Linked DNA regions of Ovis aries: region 2 is linked to region 1. A link is a contact called in public Hi-C data. All regions are on one chromosome and are shown on one strand. The core of a region is the stretch at or near the end of the contact, and the rest is flanking DNA. Distances in the headings are between cores, read along the strand shown. Region 1 has its middle 13 kb from the start of MIRLET7B. Region 2 overlaps CDPF1 (cysteine rich DPF motif domain containing 1).

The links. Hi-C and Micro-C count contacts between places; a contact is called where the count stands out from the background.
Region 2: a contact with region 1 is called in a Hi-C map of liver, with 1.9 times the contacts expected there. The contact joins two enhancer-like sites. A contact is called at or near these places in 4 of 16 Hi-C or Micro-C datasets (hypothalamus, liver and tail adipose tissue).

Annotation. Positions count from the first base shown.
Region 1 is chr3:222,333,674-222,336,479 of ARS-UI_Ramb_v3.0, reverse strand. No RefSeq gene overlaps it. Among named protein-coding and RNA genes, the nearest start is that of MIRLET7B, 13 kb to the right of the region's middle. Within about 2 kb of position 1,354, at least 20 of the 54 cell types and tissues checked have an H3K27ac peak or open chromatin away from gene starts, as enhancers often do. A contact at or near this core is called in liver, where this site is marked.
Region 2 is chr3:222,422,474-222,425,279 of ARS-UI_Ramb_v3.0, reverse strand. CDPF1 (cysteine rich DPF motif domain containing 1) reads left to right here. Exons shown (of 4, transcript XM_004007051.5): 3 at 1-18; 4 at 1,984-2,550. The coding sequence ends at 2,130. It overlaps PPARA (peroxisome proliferator activated receptor alpha), which reads right to left. Exons shown (of 8, transcript XM_042247880.1): 8 at 2,721-2,806. Among named protein-coding and RNA genes, the nearest start is that of CDPF1, 7.4 kb to the left of the region's middle. Within about 2 kb of position 1,434, at least 5 of the 54 cell types and tissues checked have an H3K27ac peak or open chromatin away from gene starts, as enhancers often do. A contact at or near this core is called in liver, where this site is marked.

The sequences.
Region 1 (2,806 bases), core at 105-2,604:
GGTGTGGGAGCGGGCACCTCCTGTCCTCTGCCTGCACTGATGGAGGAGCCGGGGGGCACCTCTCCACCACCAGGGCCCCTCCGGTTGCTGACCACCAGCCCCAGGCCTGGCCAAGAGCCCTTCCAGCTCTGACAGGCTCTGGCAGGAGTCTTCTCATTTTTTAATATGATTTTTATTTATTCATTGCTGGCTGTGCTGGGTCTTCATTGCTGGGCAGCCCTTTCTCTAGTTGCAGGGGCTCCTCTAGCTGGGGATCACGGGCGCTGGGGCGAGTGGGCTTCAGCGGCTGCGGCTCCTGGGCTCGGAAGTCGTGGGGCGCGGGCTTAGTCGCTCTGCAGCACGTGGGACCTTCCCAGATCACAAATCGAACCCGTGTCTCCGGCATCGGCTGGCAGATTCATTACCACTGAGCCACCAGGGAAGCCCTGGTCAGGAGTCTTGGGGCTGGCGCCAGCTCAGGGTGAGAAAACGGCCGTCAGGGATATGTGGGTGGCTGGGGGCAGCCGGCCTGGACTGGCTACCTCGCTCCCAGTCCTCAGCACTGAGTGAATGAGTGGCTCTGCGGGAGACTGGAGGCCGTGCCGCAGGGAGGACCCCGTGAGGGGTGAGCAGGTGGGCGCCCCTGGGCCTCTGCCCAGCCTGGTTTGCGTATCAAGGCTGAACCTTCTGCTGCCCACCCTGCCCCCCTCACCAGACAGGGCACTCACTCAGTCGTGGCCTGGAGGGTGGCTGTGCCACGCTGCCCCTGGGTCCCTCGGGGACCCTGGTGAAGGTGCCCATCTGCAGCGAACTGCTCGCCCTGGCTGAGAGCAGGCTGGGCTACGGGCCCAGGGCCCAGGTCACGAAGGGCAGCTCAGGCTGTGGGTGAGACAGGCCGCCAGGCCCCCATGGGCTGCAGGACTCTTGGTTCCTGGCCTGAAGAATGGGCGGACATGAGCAGTGCCCACCTGGTGGCTGCCAGAGGTGCCCTGGGGGTCCCGTGGAGCCCTGAGTGGCCAGAGAGAAGCAGGACAATCAGCACCGTGCCTCCCCTGCCCTCCCGGAGGTTATGGCCAGGACCACGCTGGCCTGGCCTCCAGGGCGCTGCTCCCTGGCCCCTGGCCACCGCGCTGGGCTGAGCGCTCTGACAGGCTCAGGGGCACAGACGGGAAGTTCCCATTTCCTCCGCAGGTCAAGGTCACTCACTGCAAGGGCCCTCACGAAGCCCATGTCCTCCCGGCACTGATCTCAGTGTCGGTCCCAGGAGCAGCAGCTCGGCTCTGCCCGCCAAGCCACTGCCACCCCCGACCCCGCGGAGCCGGCTCCACCCCGGCCAGGGAGCACACACAGCCGGGCTCGCTGAGCCGTGACTCACTGCTGGGGAAGGGGGGGCAGCTTCCCATGGCGCAGGGGTGGGGCGGGCAAGGCCTGGGCTTCTCCGCCTTTGCAGTGGAGCCAGCTGGAGGAGCGGGGCACGTGGAGGAAAGCAGTCCGCAGAAACAGGGGCCGAGCCCCGGGGATGCCCTTTGAACCAGCCCTGCCTGGCGCTGGTCCAGTTCTTGGATTTTTCCTTACATAAGGCAGTAAGTCCGTCTCTAGGCCTAAGCTGGTTTGGCGTGGGTTTCTTTCACCTGCAACTAAATCTTCCGGATTAATTCTGAGACTGACTCTAGAAAGGACCTGCCCTTTTGGACATGAGGGGCCCCGGCTTCCACAGGGAGTCCGTGGCCCTTCCATCCCAGCAGCATATCACACGGCAACTCCCACAGGCCCCCACAGCACACAGCACACATACACAGCAAGGCCCCTACGCATGGACCTCCCGGCTGTGAACGTGCGTCTGTGCACACACTCGCGTCCTGCGTGAGGGAAACGGCAGCTTGCCCTCCGTCTCCCGTTGCTCACAGCCCTGCAGCTCCGCCGCCTCCCACCTCCTCTCCCTGCTCTGGTCAGGAGCTCCTTTCGCCTGCTCACGTGACGCCAGTCCCTGTGTGCCAGCTGTAGTGCTGGGCTACCGTACTTTTCAGGGTACTGTGCTATGAGATTAAAAGCTTCTTTAATTTTGTTTTTCTGTCTAATTCGTGTGAAAAGTATTATAAACCTATTACAGTAGAGTATTCTGAGTAGAGTATTCTGGAGTACGAATGGGCAGCTCACTCCAGTGTTCTTGCCGGGATGACCCCATGGACAGAGGAGCCTGGCGGGCTACAGCTCATGGGATCTCAAAGAGTCGGACACGACTGAGTGACTGAGCGTGCTCACACACGGCACAGTCCTGTACACCTGCTCGTGTTAGTGGGGTAGCTAAGCTAACTTTGTTGGACTTTCAAGCCAGCTGGACTCAGAACGGAACTTGTTTGTATATGGGAGATTACTGCACAGTCAGAGTGTGAACGAGGGGGCTTCTCATTCCTGTCCCTACTTCGTAGCTGGCAAACTCCTATTCATCCTACAAAACCCCACTCAGGACTTATCTGAACCAGGAAGCTCTCTGTGAACTCTCCCTCCGCCGACCCACCTCTGCTCTGTGGCCCTCCCTCCTTCCCTGTGCCTCCAAGGCCCTCAGCATTGTCCCTTTAATCCTCAAGTACAGCCAGTGCCTGTTCCGAGCCTGTCTCCCAGCTGGAAAGGACTGAATGAAGGATAATTTGGAGGGCTGTACCCCCAGGTGGGTCCCTCAAGGTGACGCACACTCCGTTCTGGCTGATCTGCAGCTGGAGCTGCACTGGACCCCGAACCTCTCCCCCTCCACCGTCAGCTATCCGCAGCTGTTCGAGGATGCCTGGTTCAGGTGCGGAGGCTGCCAGGAAGGTTCCCTGGAGGGGAA
Region 2 (2,806 bases), core at 185-2,684, 89 kb before region 1:
CTGGTGTGTGTGGGCCCGGTGGGTAAGCCGCGTGTGCCTGGGGCCCTTCTCTCTTTACCCCGTGGCTGGGACCTCACGTGAGTGGTCTCGGGAGAGGTGACCTTTGTGCCTTTCCTGGGGCAGTGTGAGCGGCAGCCTTTCCTGGCCTTGGTGTCCCTGGGCCCCTCACGGTCACTTGGCGGGGGCAGCTGCTCTGCCTCATCATGGGTGGGTCCCTGCAGCCAACAGAGGGCTTGGGGACAGGCAGGCTGGGGTCAGTTTGAGGGTCTCAGTGGGCGTTGAGGAGAGATTCTTGGAGGCTCTGCACCGCCCCCCCAACCCCTTAGCCCCTAATCGCCTCCCCTCCCCCACCAAGTGCAGCTGGCATTGTGCTCTTCCCTCCGTGGGACTGTAGCCTTCTTTCTAATTGTCCTCCAGGGCCCCTCCAGAGGAAGGGGCGTTTTTTTCTGGAGCATTTGTTGTGTGCTAGACCCTGTGCTTGGGACGTGTGTTGCCAGCAATGCCTTCTTTATTCCTATCCCAGCCCTAGTTAGGCAGAGCAGTGCTGCACCCATTTTACAGGTGAGGAGACTGAGATTTGGAGAGGTGGAGTTTGCCCAGTTCACTGGGCCAGCTGAGCCTGTTGTGTGAAAACCCGAGGACGGATGGAAGTGCAGCTGTGTAGACCCTTACCCCAAGTGACTCTGCAGCCCAAGCATCCCTGAGTATTCTGGCTGGGGGCTGAGGGCCAGCAGCGGAGCGGCAGGGGGGCTGTGTCACAGAGCAGATTGGGACAGCCAGTCTCCATCCATCAGAAGTCAAGGTGATGAGACTGGCAGGTGGGAGGAAGCCTCAGCTCAGGCAAAGGCCCAGAGGGAGCCGCTCCACTGTGGGGCCATGTGAGGAGACGGGCAGCTGGCGCCGCGGAGGCCCTGTGTGGACGGGACGCAGCGGGAGTCGGGAGTGGGGCCAGGCGGGGGAAGCCAGGACTGCCGCCCTGGGAGTTCGGGCCGCACTTGGTGACAGAGGGGATGGGCCCCCGTGTGGCGTCAGATCTCCACAGTTGTCTTGGTTGAGGCAGAGCCTAAGTTCCTGGAAGGAAGGGACCCCGATACACGGGACAGATGAGACAAACAGCCCGGCCCAGTGGCGCTGGCTGGGGGGGCACAGCTGTGGTCCTCAGCGCAGGACCTGTTGGGTCCCCTGCATAAGTCGCAGCTCCCACCATCACATCTACATCCCCGTTGGTGGGAAGGGACAGGAGCGCACACGCCTGTTCCTTCAGAGAGCTTGACCAGGAGGTGGCACACAGCTGTGGTGACGCCGCTGAGCAGACTCAGCCACGTGGCCACACCTGGCTGCAGGGCAGCTGGGAGGCAGGCCCGGGCCCTGCGCCGGACGGAAATCAGTGCAGCGTTAGTGGGTGCCACGCTCGCCACTGTACGTGGTGGAGCAGTTCTGACCTCCTGCCCAGACCAGCCACTCAGCGGTGGCCTCCGGCTCTGTGGGCCATCCCTCCCATCCCCGGCTGCTCCTAGCACCGGTGTCACCGAGCCCGTCTCACCGCCGTGATAGCCAGGAGAGGGAGGGACCTCGGGTTTCCAGCCCGCTGGGCCGGGCTTGTGCTCAGCCTTGGCCCGCAGTGGAGCCCTGCCCTGCAGAAGCCGGGCTGCACCGTCTCCTGGCCGCCTTCACGGGTCTCACCCAACCAGTCCCACGGCCTGCGGGCTCCGGCCCTGGCTCTTTTGCCCCCACTGCCCTCTCAGAAGCCCACCGGCTCTTCTCTTAGATGAGGACCACCCTCCTGGAGGTGGGCAGCCAGGCCCCTGCGCCCCACTCTCCCTCTCGCTGTCTGGCTCTGGCCACACCCCCCAGCTCCTCTCTGATGTGTGTATCTGGGGGCCTTGCCTCACCCCGCTGCCCTGCCTGCAGTGAAGGGCTGCCCTCTGGGAGATGTTGCACTGGGCTTCTTGTGGCACTCAGCACTCCCCTCCCTTCTTTCAGGAATGCAGTTTATTCTACTCGAAGAGATTTTGCCTCCCCTGTGTCCAGGACAACGTGGATGCTTTCCCTCAGGAAATTCAGCAAGACTTGGAGAAAAGGAAAGTCCCCTCCACGAGGCCTGCCAGCCAGCGCAGTTCTCAACCATGAGTGCAGTCTGGTACCAGGGCCGCAGCGGTGCCCACCCAGGGCTCGTGGCCACGCGGGCTTCCATGGCCCAAGTCAGAGACGGGGCCGAGATGGAGCCGCTGTGCCGGCCTTCTCTCTGGGCCGTGGGAGCCATGTCTGGAGCCCAGGGGGCTGGGGTCTGCCTGCAGCAACACCAGGGTCAGGTGCCGGCCGAGACGGCGCCCACAGGCAGACCCCAGACGCCCGCGCTCAGGGACCGCAGCCTCACAGCCCCCACCTTAGCAGCTGGTGAGACGCTGACGTGGGCTCGCCGTGTGGCCCCAGTCCTTAGTGGGTAGAACTGCTCCGTCCGATTGTATAATTTCTGCAGGGCCAGCGCACATTGCCTGGGGGTGATAGAGACATGTCTGATGAGGGGACGAATAAAGAGCTTTCACTGACGATGTTGGTGCTGGGTCTTGTCTTCTGGGCCGCACTGTCCCAGGTCCACTCTGTTACTGGACCCTCACAGGTGGAGACAACCTCAGGCTTGGGTTCAGGCAGACCTATAGTTGGTACTGGTTTTTCCAGCCAGGGAGTTCATCTCACAGCATCACTCAAAACTCCCCAAATAATCTTTAAAAATAGTTTATTTTTTAAAACCATTAAGGCAATACTGTACCCTGAAATTAACTCTTTACATTCATCAGTCTTACAG